Linked DNA regions of Rattus norvegicus: region 1 is linked to region 2. Evidence: chromatin contacts called from public Hi-C data. All regions are on one chromosome and are shown on one strand. The core of a region is the stretch at or near the end of the contact, and the rest is flanking DNA. Distances in the headings are between cores, read along the strand shown. Region 1 holds the start of Cpsf4l2 (cleavage and polyadenylation specific factor 4 like 2). Region 2 holds the start of Cpsf4 (cleavage and polyadenylation specific factor 4).

What was found. Hi-C and Micro-C count contacts between places; a contact is called where the count stands out from the background.
Region 1: a Hi-C map of kidney shows a contact between it and region 2, with 19 times the contacts expected there. The contact joins the promoter of Cpsf4l2 here to the promoter of Cpsf4 in region 2. A contact is called at or near these places in 2 of 12 Hi-C or Micro-C datasets (kidney and mammary epithelial cells).

The regions. Positions count from the first base shown.
Region 1 is chr12:15,323,134-15,330,285 of GRCr8, reverse strand. It overlaps Cpsf4l2 (cleavage and polyadenylation specific factor 4 like 2), which reads right to left and starts at 4,839. Exons shown (of 2, transcript XM_002727934.7): 1 at 4,647-4,839; 2 at 3,072-4,505. The coding sequence starts at 4,804. The coding sequence ends at 3,932.
Region 2 is chr12:14,554,598-14,561,997 of GRCr8, reverse strand. It overlaps Cpsf4 (cleavage and polyadenylation specific factor 4), which reads left to right and starts at 2,648. Exons shown (of 8, transcript NM_001401116.1): 1 at 2,648-2,892; 2 at 6,426-6,476. The coding sequence starts at 2,790. The region is part of intron 1 of Hint1l2 (histidine triad nucleotide binding protein 1 like 2); the gene reads left to right. It overlaps Ptcd1 (pentatricopeptide repeat domain 1), which reads right to left and starts at 2,525. Exons shown (of 9, transcript NM_001401119.1): 1 at 2,458-2,525; 2 at 1-434. The coding sequence starts at 408.

The DNA.
Region 1 (7,152 bases), core at 3,590-6,089, 770 kb before region 2:
AAGCATTCCAATAGATGAGCCTGTGGGGACTGATCTTATGCAAACCACCACGCCCTCCACACACATTTGGACACAGACACATACAAGTACACGAATGAAAGCAAATCTTTCTAAAGACGTCCATAAAGAGGGGCTAGAGAGGTAGCTCAGTAGGCGAAGCACCTGCCACTCATGCAGGAGATGAGGGTTCGGTTCCCAGCACCGAAGTCAGGCAGTGTCAATCACTCTGTTCCAGGGACTCTGACAATTCTGGTCTCTGCAAAGCATACATGGTGCAATGCACACACAGATACACATAAAAATAAACCTTAAAAATATGTGAAGATCATGTATTTCTTTTCTCTTCGGTTGCTAGGGAGCTCAGACCTACGCTGGAAACTTAGTTACTCAGTTTGTGTGTTTGATTTACTTTTCTTCACTCCAACAAGAACAACTTTTATTTTGAGATGGGTTTCACACAGCCCAGGTTGGCTTTAAACTCATCAACTATGACCCCGAACTCATGATCTCCCTGTATCTGCTTCCCAGTCGTTGGGACCCCAGAGTCACGATACCCAAGCCTGATGTAGCTTCTAACTTTTAGCAACTAAAGTTTTCATTTTTCAATTTTATTTCTATCATAGGTACCCTTGTTTTAACGTGCCTCAAATCTACATGGAATGAGGCAGGACGGAAAAGAAAGAAACATAATTGAATAAAACTGCTTTTTAATAACAACGGAACTCATTTATAAATAAAAAGATATCGAAAATCTGCCTCAAAGGTAATTTTATATAGGCTGAATCTCATATTCCAACTGACTTTCATTATAAAATTGAGGATAAGTCCCTCTAGGAGGAAGAACATTAGTCCCAAAACATTCTAAAAAATCACATTCCAAAATGCATTGCTTATATAAATTCTCACATTTTAAAGGAATTAGGTACCCTACAGAGTAGGGCACTGAGAAGAATATGCAAAGTAAGTCACAAAGCAAGAAAGTGCAAAATATTGCTTTTATGTCCTGGAATAACCATTTAAGGCTTATAAGAAAAGAGTGTGAGTTTCCTATTTGGATTTTTTATTTATGGTGTGTGTGCACATGAGTGTGTACAATATGTGCCTTGAGGTCAGAGGACAACTTGTGAGAGTCCATTGTTTTTCTACCAGGTAGTTTCCCAGGATTAAATTCAGGTCATCGGGCTTGGCCATGAGTGCCCTTACCTGCTGAGCCACCTCCCTGGCTCACGGTTTCCTGTTTAGACTCACAATCTTAGACTCTCCACAGCTGTTTCCTGTTTAGACTCACAGTCTTAGAATCTCCACAGCTGTTTCCGGAATTCCTGGAAACAGGTTTCTCAGACCTCAGACGGGCTCATACATCTTGACTTTACCACATCCCTCTGAGCCTGTTTTATTAATCTGTCAATATTGGATGTTTAAATCAATTTCTTGTTTAAGCTTAAATTGTCTTTCAGAGGAGGTGGTTTAAATCACATATGATAAACATGAGTTCACAGGTTTGCTCTTTTCTTAATGCATGTCATAATCAATTCATAAATACTTAAAACTTGTGTGTGGGGGACTGTGTGTCTGTGTGTGTGACAGTGTGTGTGCATGCCCACACATGTATGTGTGTGTGTAGGAGAGTGTGCATACACGTACCTACACATGTGTGTGTGTGTGCATGCACAACCCACACATGCATGTGTGTGTGTGAGAGAGTGTGCACTTGCATGCTCCTGCTTGCATGCATGTGTGTGTATGAGACAGTGTATGTGCATGTGCATACCTACACATGCATGTGCTTGTGTGTGAGTGTACACTTGCATCCCCATACATGTGTTTGTGTATGTGAGAGAGTGTGCACCTGCATGCTCATGCATGCATGCATGTATGTGTGTGTGTGTGAGAGAGAGAGTGCACTTGCATGCTCCTGCATACATGCGTGTGTGTGTATGAGACAGTGTACGTGCATGTGCATATCTACACATGCATGTGCTTGTGTGTGAGAGAGTGTGCACTTGCATCCCCATACATGTGTGTATGTGTATGTGTGTGTGTGTGTGTGTGTGTGTGTGTGAGAGAGAGAGAGAGAGAGAGAGAGAGAGAGAGAGAGAGAGAGAGAGAGAGAGAATGAGAATTTTCTCATTCTAAGCTGGGGCTGGAGGGATGGCTCAGTGGTTAAGAGCACTGACTGCTCTTCCAGAGGACCCAAGTTCAGCTCCTAGCACCTAGGCCCTAGAGAGAGAGTGTGCACTTGCATGCCCATGCATGCATGTGTGTGAGTTCATCAGCCAGGCTTCACCTTATTTTTGAGATGATGTCTCAGTGAACCTGGAGACCATGGGTCAGGCCAGGCTGACAGATCAGTGAACTTCAGGGATCCTCCTGCCTTCACCTTCTGAGTGCTGGGCTTATAGACAGTCTCCAAGCCCGCCTAGTTTTTTACGTGATCCTGGAAGTCTTCATATATGGATGCTTTACTAAGGCAATTCTCTGGTCTAAACTGTTTTCTTTATTGTTGTTGTTGTTGTTTTGGTTTGTTTTGGGTTTGTTGTTTTTAATGTGGTTTTGTGTATTGAACTCAAGTCCTCTTGCTTTCACGTTAAGCAAGTATTGACCGAGCCATTCCCAAAGTCTCTGTGTTCTTTATGTTTTATTTTGTTTGAAACAAGGTCTCATGTAGCCGGGACAGGCCTCAGACATCATCTAGCAGAGGCTGGCGATGGACTCCTGGTCCGCCTGACACCTCTCAAGCGCTGAGATGACAGGCGTGACACTCTACGCCTGGGTCATCTTCACAATACACTTGTGGGTTGGGCTTTCTCCACTGGTCACAACTATGGGTTAAGAGTGTTCTTGGAACTAATGCTGTGAAGTCAGAGGCAGAGGGCACCCTGGCTTGGGTTGTTAGGCAGGGGAATGCAGACAGAATTTTTACCTGTCATGTCATACTTGGACCACCAGGGGGAGCAGTGGCTCCACAGTTCCCCCATGCTCCCATGCTGTTCAAATGGTTACAATGACTCTCTCACTCTCCGAGGTCGAGGTCTCCCAATGCTGTTCCCACCATGGCTCACTGACACTTGTTTTTTTTTTTTTTTTTTAAACAAGCTTTTTAATCAAAGTATTCTCATAACTGAACTTGGATAGGCCCACTTGCCCAGCAGGTTGCAGGTGATGGGTTCACATTTTCTAGGCTCAAGGATGGGCGGCCTCTGCATGCCACAGGTGTCTGAGTGGCAGCATGGAGCTTGCTGGGCAGGAGGTAGGCGCAGATCAACTGGGTCAGCTATTTAAAGGTGGTCTCCAGCACTGGCCAAAGGGGCACTTGAATGAAGCACTGTCACATAGGTGCCCCACAAGCAAGCCCAGAAAAGCAGCTCAGCCTGGGGAGCCTGGCGCCTCTCCCACAGTGAGGGCCAGGCCAGGCAGAGGGTGCTCTACGTTTGTCAGGAAGGGCTCCCTTGTTCAAACCACATTCATAGGCACAGCTTCAGACGTCAGCAGGACATGGAGAAAGCAGGCTGACCCGGCCACAGCCCCACATGACCCACCCATCCTCTTTAGGTGCTGGTGTTTCAATGAGGCCCTGAGGGGAATGGCCAGCTGTCTTCCACCCAGGACCATGCATAGGCCTCCCAGCTTCTCTCTCCCCAACAGGGCACTGTGCAGGAAGTCCAGAAAAATAACTCATAAAATAAAAAACGAGGCACTGATGTCCAGGCAAACTCTGGCTCAGGGGACCCACCTGAAGCACATGGTCCTTCTTTTAAAAAATTATAGCAAAACCAAAGGACAGACATGGCCCTCGGAGTGAGCCCTGACAGGTATGCCTGCAGCTCCAGCCGGAGTCCTGCCAGTCCTACATTCAGCAGCTAAGTGCATGCTCCCAACAGCGGGCCCTCAGGCTGCTCCACAGTGATGCCAGCTGCTGCTGTTGCTGCTGTCACTGTCCACTGAGAAAGGCCAAGTGCCCTTTGGTGCATCTGTTGGCGTAGTGTCCTTTTTCACCACACTTGTAGCAAGTGACTTGCTCCAGCGGCCGGGGTCCCCGGTTGCCTGCACTGCTGTTTTGACTCTGCATGACCCCAATGACCTGCGGGGCTCTCTTTGTTGGAGGCTGTGTCTGCTGTGGTAGTGGGGGTTGCTCAGTGGTTCCCATGGGCAGTTCAAATCGAGGGTGCATGAATTTACATGATGGTCCCTCAGGGCAGAATCCAACAAGGTAGTTCACACAAATGACTCTCCGGGTTCGCCGATGCCTGCAAAGGGGACCATGCTTACAGAAGCCACGGTCATACCAAGGGCAGTCCTTTATCTTGGATTCAGGGTCGATGTGCAGGAAGGGGCACTCCTTGTTGCTGCACTCCCCGAACTTGGAGTAAAAGTAGCACTCTGGCATCTTGGTCATGTCGTATTCGTGCAAGAACTCACACTGGTCCCCTTTCTTGCACAGTCCTCTCAGCCAGTGTTTGCACACAACTGTCTTCTCACCACTAATGTGGCGGAATGGGCACATGCTCCCTAATAGTCAGAGGGCAGAAGAGCTGAGCAAACATGGGAATGAGACCAGGACCCAATGAGGGAATGACGTCCTGACCAGAAACCATGAAGTCAAGGTGCCTGGCCCACCTCCAAGGTCTACTGCTTCACCAAGTAACTGCACTTTGCCACAGGCCGCTTTCAAAAAGAATTCACAGACAGCAGTCCCCGACTTATCCATGCCGGGGAAGGGCAGCGGCTGCGCCCCGAGCTGCTGCTCCACGGCGATTGCCAAGTCGAACTTGATGTGATCCACGCTGGCGATTATTTCCTGCATGGCGGCGGCGGCCTCGGGCCCAGCTCCCCCTCAGGTCTCTCAGCCGCTCTCCGTGCTTCACACTACCTCTCCTGGTCCCCTTCTCGCTTGCCGCCCCCGCTGCCTCCCCGCGAGGTCACTGACACTTGTTAAATCCCTCCCACTCCCATCCCGCAAAAGGACCAGGGTGCTGCACTGTGGGTCCTCCTTCCATTCCCAGTAGGACTCAACATAGCTTACCTAGTCTAGGTCATCTTCAACATCATCCACTTGACTGTTATCACTACAGATTTCAAAGCCAGCCTCCCAGTGAGGTCCTCATACTGTGACGTGACAGGTCCCTCCTTTCTATTATACCCCACATTCTGCACAGTCTTTGGTGGGACCGAGAATCTTCCCTGATTTCCGTAGGTTTTTCTAAGACATCATTGTCTTTTCTCATTCTAAGCTGGGGCTGGAGAGATGGCTCAGTGGTTAAGAGCACTGACTGCTCTTCCAGAGGACCCAAGTTCAGCTCCTAGCACCTAGCCCCTAGGCCAGGTGACTCATAGCAACCTGTAACTTTGGTCCCATAGGATCTGACAACCTCTTCTGGTCTTAGAGAATACAACACACGTGTGACAAACAGTCACAAAGACACACCCAAATATATAGACATTATAAATCAACAACACACCAACCATAGGCTGGGCATGCAGTTTGTTGATAGGGTTTCTTCCTCAGCATATGTGGGCCCCTGGGCCTGATCCCTGGTGATGTTAAATTGGGTGTGTAAGCCTGCAGTCTCGGCACCGCGTGTGGAGGCAGGAGGCAGGAGGCAGGAGGCAGGAGGCAGGAGGCAGGAGGCAGGAGGCAGGAGGCAGGAGGCAGGAGGCAGGAGGCAGGAGGCAGGAGGCAGGAGGCAGGAGGCAGGAGGCAGGAGGCAGGAGGCAGGAGGCAGGAGGCAGGAGGCAGGAGAGCCCGGTGTTTAAGGGCAACCTTGGCCATGTAAAGAGTTTAAAGCCAAACATGAAACCCTGTCTCAAACAAGATAAAACAACAAACACCAAACCAAACCTGCATTCTGAGCCATACTGGTGGTCGTTTTGGGTGATCTCTGACCAGAGCTGTTGTATTTAATCCCTTGCATTTCGTGCCTGGCTGTTTCCCCAAGTCTTGCTGTTGAACTGGACGGGCTGTTTTACTCCTGGCTTCTTAGCACCTGGTGGCCACATAGCCAATGACCTTTCTACAGTCGACTGACTGAGCTAGCTCTTCCCATGGTCATCCTGTATGGTCTGGCCGTGGTCTATAAACAATATCGCAGTCAGCCCCCTCCCTTGCCTCATTTGTCCCGCTCTTTTATCTGACCCCTCCTCACTGGCTAACCCTTCCCTTGCTCTGATTCGTTTGGTTGTTGCTACTGGTATTTGTGTGTGTTTTTGAATATTCACATATGTGTGTTTGCATGTGAGTGCATGTGTGTGTATAGGTGGATGCACATGTGTGTGTGCATGTGTGTGCGTGTGTGTATGTGGGTGCATGTGTGTGTATGTGGGTGCATGTGTGTGTATGTGGGTGCACGTGTGTGTGCATGTGGGTGCACATGTGTGTGTGCACGTGTGTATATGTGGGTGCACATGTGTGTGTGCGTGTGTGTGCATGTGTGTGTGTGTGCGTGTGTGCGCGTGCGCGCGCGCGTGTGAACACATCTATGCGGAGGCAACCTTTGGCTGTCCTCTTGCTGAGACCTGGGACTTACCGATTAGGTTTGGTTGGCTGCTCAACTAACCTTGGGGATCTTCTTATCTCCTGGGATGTGACTCAGTTGGTAGAATGTTTACTTATTTTGCATAAAGTCCTGGGCTCTACCTCCAGCACTGCTGCCTTGGTTATTGTTCTTTTGCTGGGAAGAGACACCCGTGACTGAAGCAATTTACAAAAGAAAGCATTTAATGGGGGCTTGCTTCTGGTTTCAGAGGGTGGGTCCATGACCGGTATAGCTGAAGGTGTGGACGCAGGTAGGCAGAGAAGGTGCTGAAACAGAAACTGGGAGTTTACATCATCTCCAACAAGGCCGTGCCTCCCTGTCCCTCCCAAAACAGTGACATCAGCCAGGGACCAAACATTCAAATTTAGGAGCCTGTGGGGGCCACTGCCATTCAAGCCACCACAACTGCCTCAATTGGATGCGGTAGTGCAGGCTTGTAATCTCAGCACTGGGGAGATAGAGACAGAAGGATTAGAAGTTCAAGGTCATCCTCAGCTACATCGTGACTCTGAGGCCAGCCTGTGACATCTAAAAAAGGCATGGGTACTGGCCCATTGCCTGTGTGACGTGGGTCATTGGGGGGTGGCTTCCTAGACACAAGAGAGTCAGCAAACACTGC
Region 2 (7,400 bases), core at 1,399-3,898:
GAGCAGACGTTTGCACTGAAGGAAGTACCAGTATGGAGTGTTCCTCCCGCCCTGCCGTAGTCTGGGCTCCAGTTCTTCCTCCTCAACACCTTGCTCCTTGAGTTTCAGGTTATAGAGCTGGGCTGTTGATTTGTGGAATATTCTCCGGGAGGAGAATTTCTCAGAGAGGGTCCCAAAGCTCTCTTCTTCTTCCTCCTCCTGAGGCGCCACAGGAGTACTGGAGTCAGAGCAGAGGCTGCTCATTCTCTTCTGGTGGGAGGAAGAACTGCAGGAGGCAGCCCTCAGCCATGCAGGTCCCTCCCTGCCTCCTGTCCATTGGGTAGATCGGAGAAGATCCAGGCGTTGAAGGACAGACAGTCCTATGGGGTGGGGGCCAGAAAAGAGCCGGGAGAGTCTTAGGAGGTCCATCCCTGGCTACCTTGGGCCACTGCAGCCTGGAATCAAGAAAAATAAACTGAATCAGCCTCCATGAAAAGTCAGAAAGTGTAGTCACAAGGGTGGGCTCTGAGCTAGAAAGCCCTGGCTCTGGATCACGGTGGGGAGTGGGAGATGGGCTGAACTCAGCACATAGGTGGGAGAAGAGTCAGAAATTTGGGGTCATCCTCAGCTACAGTATTGACTTCAAAGCCAGCCTGGGCTTCATGAGATTGTCTCAAAAGAAAAATAAGATTAAGACGTGATGGGCCACACCTTTAGCCCCTATACCAGGGAGACAGAGGCAGTGGGATCTCTACGAGTTCAACATCAGCCTGATCTACACAGTGAGTCCAAGCTAGTCAGGGTTACCCAGAGATCTCCAGTCTCAACAGCAACAAAGGCCCAAGAGTGTCTCAGCAGATAAAGGTGTTTGCTGCAGAGCTCGGTGACCTGAGTTTCATTCCTGAACCAACTTGGGAGAACTTGTAGCAGAAGCTGTTCCCTGATCTGCACACACGTGTGCTGTGGAAGGCCCATAAACACACACATAGATATTTAGATAAATGTGTTTAAATAAAAAAGATGTACGGGAACTCAATGTTAGCCTCCGCTACAAATAAAACCAAGGTATGTGAGACCCTGTCTCAACAAAACCAACCAACCAACCAAACAAACAGAACAACAAACCCAAAACTAAACAATCCAGCAAATAACAAAAGAGAAAGCCTTAGTCAGGCCTGAAATTCCCGATACTCAGCAACCCGAGGCAGAAGGACTACAAATGCACAAAGGGGAATCAGGGCGTATGTCGCTCTGTGGTAGAATACTTCTCTAGCATGCACTAGGTTCCTAGGTTCAATCCCTCAGTATTGAAATGTGTTTCTTACAACTTGTGGTGGTGTACACTTAAGTCCCAGCACTCAGAGGCTGTGACAGGCAGACAGAAGTTGGAAACCAGCCTGGTCTACATCATAATGTGCTTTCCAGGCCAGCCAGGGCTACAACAGAGATATTGTTTCCAAAATAGAAAGAAGGAAAGAAACAGACAAACAAGCCAGAAAATTATATGTGAGCTTGTGGTTTTGTTTTTTCTTTTTCGTGATACCGGAGGTTGAATTTAGAGCATCACTGCTGAGAAACACCCCTAGCTCACCCTTTTTTTTTTTTTTTTTTTTTTTTGGTTCTTTTTTTTTTCCGGAGCTGGGGACCGAACCCAGGGCCTTGCGCTTCCTAGGTAAGCGCTCTACCACTGAGCTAAATCCCCAGCCCCAAGCTCACCCTTTTGAGACAGGGTCCCACCTAGGTAGCCTTGGTTAGCCTCAAACTCATCTTAGCCTCACTTGTGCCAAGACCGCAAGCAAGCACCACTTGGTTTTTGTGTTTGTTGGCATGGTTACGAATCAGGTTGTGTTGGACTTCACATCCAGGGATGAGTGGATATAAGCGCTCTCTCTCACAGAGCTGTAGCCTCCCCTCCTAGCATTCTAATTTTATTAGGCTGGGCTGGGCTGGGCGAGAGTTCAGCCTGCTTAATTTGAATCCCTTCAATAAAAAAAAAAAAAAAAACATAAAACCAGGGCAAGTAGGTATGAAGGTATTTTAAAGCTTAGCTCTACTAGGTTGACTCGTTCTGTCAGGTAATGCAGGTTGGCCTCGAACTTCTGATCCTCCTGCCTTCACTTGCTACTTACTGGGATTACATGTACTAACACTACCGGTTTATGTGGTGCTGGGGCTCGAACCCAAGCACTTTACCAACTGAGCCACACTCTTAACCGTCTTTTAAACGTTTGCATTAGAGATACACCCACAGAGAGACCTGGGACCCTAGGGTCGCCCCTTGCTTCCTCTCCCCAGGCCTTCAGAGCCTACATTTTCCCATCTGACGCCCGAGCTAGGACAAAGTCCCTCAAGTCCAATTTCGGCCCGGCTTCCGGGATTCCTTTGAGTGCTGAACAGACAGACACTCACTCTGAGCGTTCTAAGCAGTGAGACCACCTCAGAGTAGACAGACAGCGGCCTTAGAGACGCCGTTCTTACCCTCAGCACGCAAGAGGAAGGTCCCGCGCAGGCGCACTTGCGTCGCCGCCTCATGTTCTGTCTGAATCGGAACCGAGAGAAACAGGCGACCAGTCAGCGGCTAGCCAGGCCTGAAGGAGTGGCAGGACTCTGCACATGATTGGCTGAGTCTGGATGGGGGAAAAGGGCCGGCGCGGGCTCAGGCGCTCCCGGCATTCCTCGCGGGGAGGCGGCGGCGGCGGCGGCGGCGGCGGCGGCGGCAAGCGAGAAGGGGACAGGGAGAGGTAGTGTGAAGCGCGGAGAGTGGCTGAGAGACCTGAGGGGGAGCTGGGCCCGAGGCCGCCGCCGCCGCCATGCAGGAAATAATCGCCAGCGTGGATCACATCAAGTTCGACTTGGAAATCGCCGTGGAGCAGCAGCTCGGGGCGCAGCCGCTGCCCTTCCCCGGCATGGATAGTGAGTGTGGGGCCCGGCGGGTGGGCGACTCTTGATTCTGAACAGAGGCTATTCCGGCCCTGAGCCGTGGACCCCGGGCCCTGGGCCCCTCACTAGTTCCTCCGCTTCCGTCCTGGTACTTCCCGGCACTTGAACTCGGGAGACCTTTCCTTGGATCCTGGGACTGCTCCGTGGCAATCCTCGGGACTGCAGGACTGTGTCGGTTGTTCGCGTAATTCTTCAGTGAACGCGTGTTATCCTGAAGTGGAACTCCCTTCTCCCACCCTGCTCCAACTTCAGCAAAGTCTTAGAATGTCCCCCATTTCCACCTCTTAGAGTGCTCCTTTCCACTTTAGACAGACCTAGGCGTTAGAAGAGTATGAGGGTCTCTCACTGTCGAGGACTCCAAGTAGACCCTCATATTCCAGGCTTGCCTGAGTCTAACTCCTGGGAAATCCTTCCTTGTCCTGGAATTGTCCATTTTTCTTCCTACACTACCTCCGAGTCACCCGCCCCAACACAAGCCCCTGGGGAACTCTTAGACCGAGTTACCTTTACTGTCCTTCACGTGATGGTTTTCCCATCTGGTTGGGGTATATCTAACGTTTTGGGGAGCCGCTTCAATTCAGACATAATTGAGCTCTTTGGTCAGGTCGTCCTTGCACATATGTCTACTCTTTAGCACTAGGCTTTTACTCGATTTGATGGTCCTGCCTTGAGACCATGGAACATTTGTGGAGGGTGGCTCTTTAACTCCCACTGGACACCACAGATCCACAGACCTGTGGAGGCAGGTGCGCACAGGTAGTGAGAATTTTGGTTTCTTTAAAAACAAAACAAAACAAAACACAGAAATAGAAATACGTTTATTATTATTTTTTTCTTTTTTCTTTTTTTCGGAGCTGGGGACCGAACCCAGGCCCTGAGCTACCTACCTACCCTCTACCACTGAGCTAAATCCCCAACCCCGAAATACGTTTATTTTAATTCCAGGTGTGAGATCTGGGGCTGCTGACTCTGGTTTGCTTTGTGCTCTAGCAGGGGTGTGATGCAGCCAGTGGCAGGTAGTTTTTTGTGATTGTGTGACATTTGGAATTCTGGGGACTCTGTAAGAGGGCATATAAATGCTAGGACCCCAAGAGTATGGGTTGTTGGTTGGTTGTGGACTGTTAAATGTACAAGAGGAGAAACAAGAAATCAGATGTTCTGACAGCAAAGATCAAACTTGCCCCAAGGAACTCAATGCCCCCTAATCAGCAGGAATCAGTCTAACAATGGCATCCCCCCCCCACCTTTCCTCCTCCACCCCTTTTTTTCTCTCCTGTCTAGTTTTAGGGGGTTGAAAGGGTGGAAGAAGAGGGGTGGAGAAGGGTAGAAGTTGAAAGAACCCACAGAGTAGCCAGAGTCTCCCTTGGAGAGCCAGGGATGAGCATGGATGTCTCTCAAGCTCAATTCGAGACTTGGTAGGTGCCCTCGGCGCTCACTTCTTGTTCGTGGTGTGTTGGGTATGTCAAAGCCCAGCAAGGCTCCAGAACCTCTTGTGATGCTCTTTGAAAAATGTAAATTTTGCCTTGAGGATGTGTTCTTATCCATCCTCCCAATCCCTGTGACTGGGATTTCTGACTTTCAAAAAGGAAGCAAGACTTAACTTAACTTAACTTCTAAATAGAAAGAAAGATCACAACTATTAGATTATGTTTCTTTGTCTTGTTTTTTTCTGCTTTTGAGACCGTTTCAGATCATCCAGGCTGGCCTGGAATTCCTTATGTAGCCAAGGATGCTTGACCTCCTGCTTCTCCTTTTCTCTGTTTCCCAAGTGTCAAAATTACTTACACCTCCACTTCCAGCGTATATAGTGCAGGCGACCGAACCCATAGCTTTGTGAATATGTGTGGTACAGACTGGTTTTGTGTGTCAACTTGACACAAGCTAGAGTCATCAGAGAGGCACCTCCCTTGAGGAAATGCCTCCATGAGATCCAGCTGTAAGGCATTTTCTCACTTAGTGACCCAGCCCACTGAGGATGGTGCCATCCCTGGGTTGAGCGAGTCAGGGGAAGCAGCACCCCTCCATGGCCTCTGCATCAGCTCCCGCCTCCAGGTTCCTGCCCTGTGTGAGTTCCCGTCCTGACTTCCTTTGGTCATGAACAATGTGCTTTTTGATCGTGGTGCTTTGTTGCAGGAAGTACAACTCTAACTAAGACACTTGTCAAGCACTCCACCAACTGAACTACATCACCAGCCTTTGTTTTACTTATTTTTATGGCTATATAACCACAGCTGGCCTAGAATATACCCTGTAGCTTTTCTTGAACTTGAAATCTTCCTGCCTCGGTTTTCTTCTCCCAGGTACTGGGATCCACCAGTGTCCACCATCATGCCCTTCTCTGTATTCTTCCACTTTAACTCTGGCCTCGCAAAACCCGCCTGCTTCTGTGAAGCCACTGAATTTCTTGGAAGTTAGCGAGAGGAGGTACATGAGTGAGTTTAAGAAATGTCATTTCAGGGGTTGGGGATTTAGCTCAGTGGTAGAGCGCTTGCCTAGCAAGCGCAAAGTCCTGGGTTCGGTCCCCAGCTCCAAAAAAAGAAAAGAAAAGAAAAAAAAAGAAATGTCATTTCAGCCACTTGGTGGTGGCTCGTGCCTTTAAACCCATCACTCAGGAGGGAGGGGCAGGCAGACTCTGAAATTGAGGCCAGGCTGGTCTACAAAGCAAATTCTAGGATAGCCAGGGCTGTTACACAGAGAAACCCCATGGGGGGGGGGGGGGGGGAGACAGAAAAAACCGCCATCTTTGGTTTTTGCTTTTTAAGTTTACCATTTTCTGAAAATGCACACTGATGAATCAGTGAAAACTATTTATGAATCTAAGATTTGTTCTACAGTCACGGCTGGTGAGTTTCTGGACTCACTGACTGCTGCCACATTGTGTCTGTAGATTTCCTGCCCTCTCAGAGTTGGCCGCCCTTTGGGGATGAATGGCTGTGCTCCTTTGTAATTCCATGTAGACATTGCATATTGAGGGCTGGCCCACTCAACCTTTGATTATATTCTTCCACTAGGCTAATGTCTAACGAGGTGCCTGCCTGCCCTGGAATCTTCCCTGCTCAGAGGCCTCACTGTGATTGTCATTTCCTGTGAAACCATTCCCTCTCTCTGCCTCATACTAATATACCTGTAAATTAGCCCCCTCGGGAGGTCTGAGCTGGGGGTAATTATTTCTCTGATCTTGTGTTCCTTCTTGCCCTCTCCACCCATTCTTAAATGTCCTGAAAGTTCTTGGCTTCCAGGAGGTTCTCAGATGTTTAGTCCCACAATACAGTCACGTTTCACAAGTTTCACTGAAAGAAGTATCTTTTGCTTTGAGACAGGGTCTCACTGTGTCGCCCCAGCCGGAACTCAGAGCCCCACCTGTGTCTGCCTCTTGAGTTCTGGGCTACGCCACCACGCCAGGCGTGGTGTTTGTTTGCCAGTTCACTCATCCTGGATTCAAGGTCCTAAGGGTCTCCTCCATCGGTACCCAGCTTTAGCAGATAACTGGTTCTTTTCCTTTACAGAGTCGGGGGCTGCTGTCTGTGAATTCTTTTTGAAAGCGGCCTGTGGCAAAGGTAAGAAACCCTTGCCGTCCTCCTCACATCCCCTCGAGGTGCCCTGTGTTGTGAGTTGTCTGACATCACTTATATTTTGATGTTAGTTTTGTTTCTTTAAAGGGCGGTTGTTTTTGATGAGCAGTCTACTGTGTGTCTAGGTGATTTTATATGAGCTTTTCTTTATTTTAATTAGTTAATAAAGGCTAGAGCCTGAGATTAGGCAGTGGAGGAAAGATGGGACTGGAGGTTTGAGAGTGGGGTCAGGGAGAGAGGAGAAGAGGACAGGAGGGGAAGGAGAGAACTGAAGAAGAAGAGGAGGAAGCCATGAGGATCCAAACCACCCGGCCAAGAGAAACAATAAATAGCAAGGAGTCTCGTAGCTGGGGAATAAATGAGTATAATGTTAGCTCTGCCCAGTCTAGGCTGATAGCCTACAATTATAATAACTGGATTGTGTAGTTTTTACATGGGCTTATTGGGGTTGGAAACTCCAGCTATACCCTGCCCCTACTTTGCCCTCTAGCAGATTCACAGGCCGCTGGGTATCTGCTTATATTCCTACCTTCAGTTGTATTGTAGATAAATGTTCCTAAATGAAGCTGTGGCTTAGATAGCTAGAAGGATTTTGGACTATGATACCCAAAACCTAAATACAGACTGAGCCTGCCTAGTTTAAAGGTTGCCTTCTTTTGTTACTTTTCTTTGTCATGAAGAGGTGGGCATAGAGGCTTTCAGGAACTTCTCTTGGTCCCAGAATTACATGTAGCCATGCCCAGTGTCTGATGACAGATTTTTTTTTTCAGTGTATGCAAGCTCACTGTTCCTAGTCAAAGACTGGCCAACACTAACTGGGCCTCAACAGAGACTATGTGAGCCTAGCTATCCATTGATTCATAGGTATTTGTGGGCAGGACCGCGTGTGTCAGAAGCTTGAATAGGGAG